Regions from separate parts of the Drosophila melanogaster genome. Here region 1 is linked to region 2. Evidence: chromatin contacts called from public Hi-C data. All regions are on one chromosome and are shown on one strand. The core of a region is the stretch at or near the end of the contact, and the rest is flanking DNA. Distances in the headings are between cores, read along the strand shown.

Region 1 (3,601 bases), core at 218-2,717, 120 kb before region 2:
CATGTTGCGCAAATTCTTGAACATGCTGGACACTTCGTCCAGGGTCACAATTTTCGGCGGAGTACCATCCAAGCTGGGCAGCACGAAACGCGTCATGCTTTCCACGGAACTCTCGCTGTCCGTACGGATCCGGCGCTCCTCGTGCTCTTCGTGGTCGCCCGATTGTCCCGACTGTTCACTCCTATTCTCCTGGGCATCCATATTCAAATTCCAGTCCTTTGTTGTCTCCTCACGGGCGGAAGTGCGACGTTAGGCAGCTGCAGCAACTGGTTTCGACCAAATGCGAATTTGGTTACCACCGGTTAGAGCCAGTTGTATATATGGCTTGGTGATTATTACAAGGCAATTGGCAACTGCACTCGGGCTTTCTTTGTTCTTTGTTCGAGGTCGTCGCTAAAGCTCCGCTCGGGGTCAGTTCGCCTGGGAAAGAAAGGGGGTCTTAGATACAGTGATCGCAAGATACAAGTTACTCTTCCATATTCCTTGATGCGGTTTCTCATATTAGTATCGATTTTCATATAGAAGAGTTGGCAGGAAAATATTTTTAGGTTTATAATTGCAACACATAACCAATTTTCAATAACCTGTTGCTGTGTGCGCATATTTCTCAACCAAAAATAGTGTTTCAATTGTTATTTTCGAAATAGGTATTAGCCAATACCCACTGTAAACAAACACACGGAAGGAACCCGTTAAACGTGACTCGCACACACACACAAATGAGCAAACAAGTGCGCGTCTGCTTGCATGTATGAATGTGCGACAAGGAGAGAAGGCGCAAAAGATTTGAATGGAAATAAAATGTAACACTTTCGAAAATTCTCAAATTTTCTAGAATATGTAATTTGGCAAGCTGCGTGGCACAGATTCCAAAATTAAATGTGGAAAATGGGAGCAAATTGCACAACGGCCACGCAGCGAATAGACGACATAAACAAACGGCGCAATAAAGTAGCAACAAAAACAGAAGCGATTAGGTCCATGCGAGTGTGTGTATGTGTGTGTATGTATTTATGTTTCGTTGTTGTTGCTTTTCCTATTGCGCAGCAAGTCAGCTGGGGAAAATTGGAAAATTGGGAAATAGACACAAGGACGATGCAAAGTGGCTGCATTAAAACAAGATGAAAGCCAATCCGAATACTTACAATAGGAAGAAACGACGAGAAGGTTCCAGAGTATTCCGTTTTACTTTTCCCAAACAGCTGATTCACTTTCCACAATCACAGACAAATTTTGCAGTTAATTTTCACTCAATTATGCTCCTCCAGGAGGATTTTTATTCTAATCTGAACTATTAAGAACGACGACTGATATCCGAATGTTTCCGTTTCGATTGAAAACTTTGGTTGTTGTGCCTACTTTGTTTTCCTTTATTACAATCCCCTTTCCACACAGCTGTTCGAGGTGCCTATCGAAAGTTGATCAAATCGTCGCTATCGATAGACGATACAATAGTATGGGAAATATATTCTACGTTTACAAATTTAAGCTGTCAAACTTATGTTTGTTTAATGCTTATAGTAGAAACATTCACATGTACAACGATTCGGTTGAATTTTAAAATACTTGATTTTCTCTGCAAATTTAACGATAATTGCGCGCCAGTGTTGCGTAATGGCCGCACGTTGTGGTGTTAACAACTGAATCGCTTTGCAACACATCAAGAGACACAAAAATTTTTTCGGTCTAAATTCCTAACTAGAGTTAGTCTGTGTGCGATTTTGGCGGCGGGATTGGGAGTTCCCGGTACCGCAGTGATCTGCACCGGAAAACCAGCCATCGGAAATCTCAAGCCATGGAGAGCGAGAAGATTCTAATGGCCGCCGGAGTGACGGTAGCCGCCGTAGTCGGAGCCTTCGTTTTCTGGGGTCCTTCGGGTGAGTAGTAGATCTTCCATGGCGTAGTTCCCTACTCCAGCGAAACATTTGCAGGTTCCCGTTTGCGTCAACGACGCGGCCAAATTGCCGGTCTCCACAACTTTGGACTGACCTGCTTCCTAAACACCCTGCTACAGGCGATGGCCGCCTGTCCCCAGTTCATTGCCTGGCTGCAATTGTACAACAACGCCTCGCCGGATCGAAAAAGCTTAATTACGTCGATGTTAAACACTCTGGAAGTGGTCAATGGCACCCATGCCACTCTGCGCGGCGATCCCTATTCACCGGGAGCCGTTCTCCGGGCTCTGAATGCCCTGGGCTGGGTGATTCCACAGGAGGAGCACGACGCCCACGAGCTGTTCCACGTGCTATTGACCTGCCTGGAGGAGGAGGCCATACGACCACAGCCCCTCGGCTGTCTGTCGGATGCTCTGCCCACGGATAACGATGATAACAGCAGCTTGGCAGGCACAGCAACGCCAGTAGGGGGCTTTCGATCATTTAGCTCCATGGCAGCGGGACTGGGAGCCAGCCAGAGGATCGGGGATCAACCGAACCGGCCCTCCAGTGCCATGCTCACTGATTTCTTAAACATGGAGTATGATGAGAGCACCAGTTTGCAGCGATTGGTGCGTTCCGAGGCCCACACACCGGATTCGCCTGCCTCTGTTTGCGAACGCGACGGAAACGATCGCCTGGGATCCGTGCTTCTGGATGCCGTTTCGCCAGGGACACCCTTTGGCTTTCCGCTCGTCAGCAATCCGGATTCCTTGGCTACGCCTATGTTGGGCGGCGAGCGTTCGTCGCGACCGCGACTTCCACAATCCCAACAGCAGCAGGATGAGGGTCTGAATCGCCGGGTGTCCAGCTCCTGTCGATCGCTAGAGCGCCTGCATCGCGGACCAGGTCGGGTGTCCATCTGGTCCAACATGATGCCCAGCCAAGTGGCGCATCCGTTTCAGGGCGCCATGGGCGCACAGATCGTGTGCAATGGCTGCGGCTCCAAGTCGGCCGTTCGGTACGATAAGTTCGACAGCATAACGCTAAATCTGCCGCCGCAACGCAGAACTGGCTTGAGTTTGGGCCACTTGCTTAGCGAGTATATCACATCGGAGGATCTGAGCGATGTCAAGTGTGACTCCTGCAACGAGACCACCACGCACACCAAATCGGTTACGTTCGCTAAACTACCGGCCTGCCTGTGCATCCATGTGGCGCGGACGGTGTGGCTGCCAACTGGACAGGTGTGCAAGCGGAAGGACTATGTACACTTCCCCGAGAGCCTCTCCATGGCGCCCTACAGCTTCGTGCAGCCGCATCTCAATAGCCAGGTGAGCGTGTGTTGCATATGTTTGCCCCAGAATAACAAACTTCCCCTGTAAAAATTATCCTTATATATGATCATTTAAATACATATATCTAAAGGATATATATGTATAGGATATATCTATAGAATATAGGTCTTTCCTTTTCTAATTGGTGTACAAAGAGTAGTGGCATTCAATTCAAGAACTGTTTACATTTAGTAACTAGCATATTGTTAAAACAAACACTTTTGCTCATGATTACAGGCTGGCACTCCCTGGGGCTCGACAATGTCGCTGTATTCCTCCAGCCTGCCGATGAACAATGGCGTTGGTGGTGGCGAGGGCTTTGGCACGATGTTCCCCAAGAATCTTTACCGGCTTCTGGCCGTGGTGGTGCACTCCGGGGAGGCAAACAGC
Region 2 (3,681 bases), core at 96-2,595:
CTGTACGGCGGGCAATAAATGAATCCTCGCTATTTATTACTACACGTCGATTGGAGAATTTATTTGATCGGAATATCAGCTTATAGCTGACTAATAGCACAGCAATTCCCTGAGAATGTCCCAGCAATTAACAAAACACACCGTGGTTTAACCATAAATTGGGGAAATATTTCGAAAAAAAAAGTATATATTTGATGGAAAACCAACTCGAAATTCATTCTAGCAGTCAGAAGAACATGACCAAATACAAGCCAATAAGAATAAGTGGAATATAAACCTGCAAGGCGAATTTTGAAACTCACCGTATCCTCGTCGTCATCGGTATTATCCTGAAGCTGCTGGAGTTGCAGCTTTGCCATGGCCGCCGTATGGTTCTCCATGTCCATGTCCTTGGGCGTGGACTCCTCGGAAATGACCGACGCCGATGGCAGGTTATCCACGAAGGCGGCAAAGCCGCATCCATTGCTGCTTTCTAGCGGCGTCTGCACCGATGTTGGCGAGGCCGACGATTTGGAACCGGATCTGGGCCGGACTCTGCCATTGACTGCGACGGTTTTTGGCGCCAAGGGAGCAGGCGAATGCTCGATGCGATGGGTATAGCGTGTATTCAGCCGTATGCTGCTATGCGGCGAGGACTGCGGGGATGAGGAAGAGCCATCACCACCGGTGGCAGCTTCTTCTCCGAGGGTTTTGGTCGGAGCAGGGGGCCCGGAAGCGTCCAGTTTTGGAACAATACCGCCGAGACGCAACTGCTGTTGGATCAGGCGCTCCGCTTCCTGCAGCAATTCATCCACGGATCGCATATCTGTGCTGTCGGACAGGCGACTCACCTCCTGGAATATGGACTCCGGGTCCGGATCGTTCAGTATTCCGCCGCAGTCCTGCTCTTTGGCCAGGAACTCGATGATCGAGCTGCTGTTCGTGTAGTCCAACGCATCCGCCTCCGACACGCCCTGTTTGTGGGGGCTAAGCACCTGCGACATGGCGCGCTGATGTGATCCGCAATCAAATGGGGCCAGTGAGGATGTCTATCTACTTTTCTGTTTCTATTCTATTTATATATATAGAATCCCGATGCTTCAGTGTGTTTGTTTGTTTGTTTGGTTTGCCTGGTCTATCAATGCAAACCAATTGAAAACGAACAGAAAACAGCCGGACTATGTGCTCGTTGGGGAATTTCCGGGTGCCCAGAGCTCGGACCTGGGGATCACGGATCTCACGGATGCGGACACGAGGCTCAGCGGACGCGGCGCATCGTCAGTTTGGCCGTGGCAACAACATTTTAACCACTTTTTGCAGTACCCACACCCCACTCCACTTTGTAGACAGTCGGTAGTAGTGATGGGCGAACGGCGATAAGCAGCTCGACAAAATATTCGATAGTCAAACAATTTTATTTTATGTTTTGTTTATGTTACATTAAGTAACGTCATTCAGTGACCGATTTTAACGTAAGCATTTCAGACATAACTGTTCCGCAAGTAAAACTTCATTTTTTTATTTTTTAACAAGAATCAATTAATACGAAATCTAATTGGAAAACGTAGTTTCAGTTAGATCTAATACAAAAACGTACCGTTATCCTGTATTCGATCAATTTAATCGATTTTTAGCTTTCGAACAAGCCGATAACCCGCAAATCGATTAACTAGCATACCTGTACTGGTACATTGCACTGTATTTACAGCTTTTTCCATTCAGTGTCGCCTGGTCACACCGCGAAGCATTTACAAATAAATTCCCTGGTCGTGTTGTTCTTTTTTTTCGTTCCGTTACATAGCACGCTAAAGTAAATATCCGAAAGGTAAATACGATCAGCTGAAGAGCAGGTAATAATGCGGAATATATATCCGGGCGAGAATGAAAAGCGGATAAGATAAAATCGCTGCGCGTGGCCAAAAAAAAAAACTGGACCACCTGAAAACGATCGAAAGGCGATAACAAGATAAAAAAAATGTACTGGCGTGTACAGTGAAAACGAGAACTCTAGGAATTACTAGTTAAACAGTGGGAGAACATGACGCATTGTTTGCATTTGTATGGCCGTTCGATAGTGTGTGTGTGTGTGCGCGGCCTTTTCGGTGTGCGTGCGGTGTGTGTGTGGGCAGTAAAATACTCGTTAATTAACCAATTTTAAAGAAGACTGAGAAAATAATAGTTCTATTCTCCGCCACTGCGTAATGTGCACGAAATTAACAAAAACCAAATGCACCATGTATTTCATCAGCAGTGCGGCAGCACGCACACAAATGCACTCAGCATACAGCCGTGTATCGATATTAGCGATTACCGATAACGCGTCCAACATATGCAATTACTACCGTTTTCCTGTTTTCCCCCGTTATAAAAAACAGAAAGAAAAACATTGTATACCGTTTTTCCAGGAAAACACAGAAAAAGAAAGAAAACACGAAAATATGCAGCGACTGTGGACCTAACCAGCCACCCCACCCAACTTCCTCCGCCCCCAGATTTCTTTTTGATATTTTTTTTCTGCCTCTCTGTAAGTTCATTTGCATGCAATTTGAATCGAGCCGAGATCGCAGCTCTTCGAGGTTCTCGGATCTCCATATTCTGTATATCTATAAGGCTGGAGAACTGAATGTATGTAGCAATTCCTATTCTCGTTTCGTACACGCCATGAAAGCAATGTACCCTTCTTGAAGATCTTGACTATATTTCTAGATCCAAAAGGTTAATTATACGAAAACAAAGAAAATAACACATTTTTCTCGATGCACTTTTATTATTGCTATCCAGGGATTCACTTTCCAAAAGAGCAGTGGAAACGTTGTGCAGGAATCCCCTATCAATTCCCACGGCAGACTAATTGCCAGTAATTAAAAAGCCCAACTGCTATACACCCAGATTAACTGAACCTTACATTTACGACGACAATAGTTTTGCGAAAGATAATAATTAAATAAAATTTATTGTTCCTCAAGCGACTACTTTTTTTTTTGGCCCGACCCTCAATGACGCCGAAATCGTTAAGCAAATAAGTTGCCCATAAATCGTTAACCAAAATTGGCTTTCCATTCACGATAACAATGAAAAGAAGCGTCTTGCAATAATGAAATCAATTTAAAGCTTTGTTTAATTGCACAAAAACGAAGTTAGTTTGGTATCAAGTCAAGGCTTTAAAGCTGACTAGATTACTTATAAAATTAAGACCACTCATCACCGAACTCCATTGACCATTTATCTTTTTTTCAGTTAAAGATCAGCCGATTCCAGAATGCTTTCTCTGCAGAATCAACGGCAACCGAAGACCACCCCACTGACGGACGACTACGTGACCTCGAACACGGTTCTGGGCTACGGGATCAACGGGAAGGTGGTGCAGTGCACCCATCGCCGCACCCAACAGAACTATGCCCTCAAGGTGCTGTTGGACAGTGAAAGGGCGCGTCGCGAAGTGGACCTGCATTGGCGGGTCAGCGGATGCCGGTACATTGTGAACATCATTGATGTGTACGAGAACACGTTTAAGGACAGGAAGTGCCTCCTGGTGGTCATGGAGTGCATGGAGGGCGGCGAGCTCTTCCAGAGAATTCAGGACAAGGCCGACGGTGCCTTTACGGAGCGGGAGGCGGCCCAGATAATGCACGAGATCTGCGCGGCCGTAGACTATCTGCACAGTCGCGACATAGCGCATCGCGATCTCAAGCCGGAGAACTT

What was found. Hi-C and Micro-C count contacts between places; a contact is called where the count stands out from the background.
Region 1: a Hi-C map of the Kc167 cell line shows a contact between it and region 2, with 5 times the contacts expected there. The contact joins the promoter of Usp30 here to the promoter of CG42699 in region 2. A contact is called at or near these places in 1 of 1 datasets of contacts at CTCF or cohesin (the Kc167 cell line), 45 of 107 Hi-C or Micro-C datasets (the Clone 8 cell line, the D17-c3 cell line, the Kc167 cell line and 17 more) and 3 of 6 datasets of contacts at active chromatin or transcription factors (all in the Kc167 cell line).

Annotation. Positions count from the first base shown.
Region 1 is chrX:5,877,653-5,881,253 of dm6, reverse strand. Usp30 (Ubiquitin specific protease 30) reads left to right here and starts at 1,467. Exons shown (of 4, transcript NM_132046.3): 1 at 1,467-1,877; 2 at 1,932-3,208; 3 at 3,449-3,601. The coding sequence starts at 1,796. CG16721 reads right to left here and starts at 1,385. Exons shown (of 6, transcript NM_132047.3): 1 at 1,146-1,385; 2 at 1-420. The coding sequence starts at 201.
Region 2 is chrX:5,762,217-5,765,897 of dm6, reverse strand. CG42699 reads right to left here and starts at 1,345. Exons shown (of 7, transcript NM_132035.3): 1 at 303-1,345. The coding sequence starts at 983. MAPk-Ak2 (MAP kinase activated protein-kinase-2) reads left to right here and starts at 1,695. Exons shown (of 4, transcript NM_176688.3): 1 at 1,695-1,829; 2 at 3,217-3,681. The coding sequence starts at 3,239. CG3097 reads left to right here. Exons shown (of 4, transcript NM_132031.3): 4 at 1-43.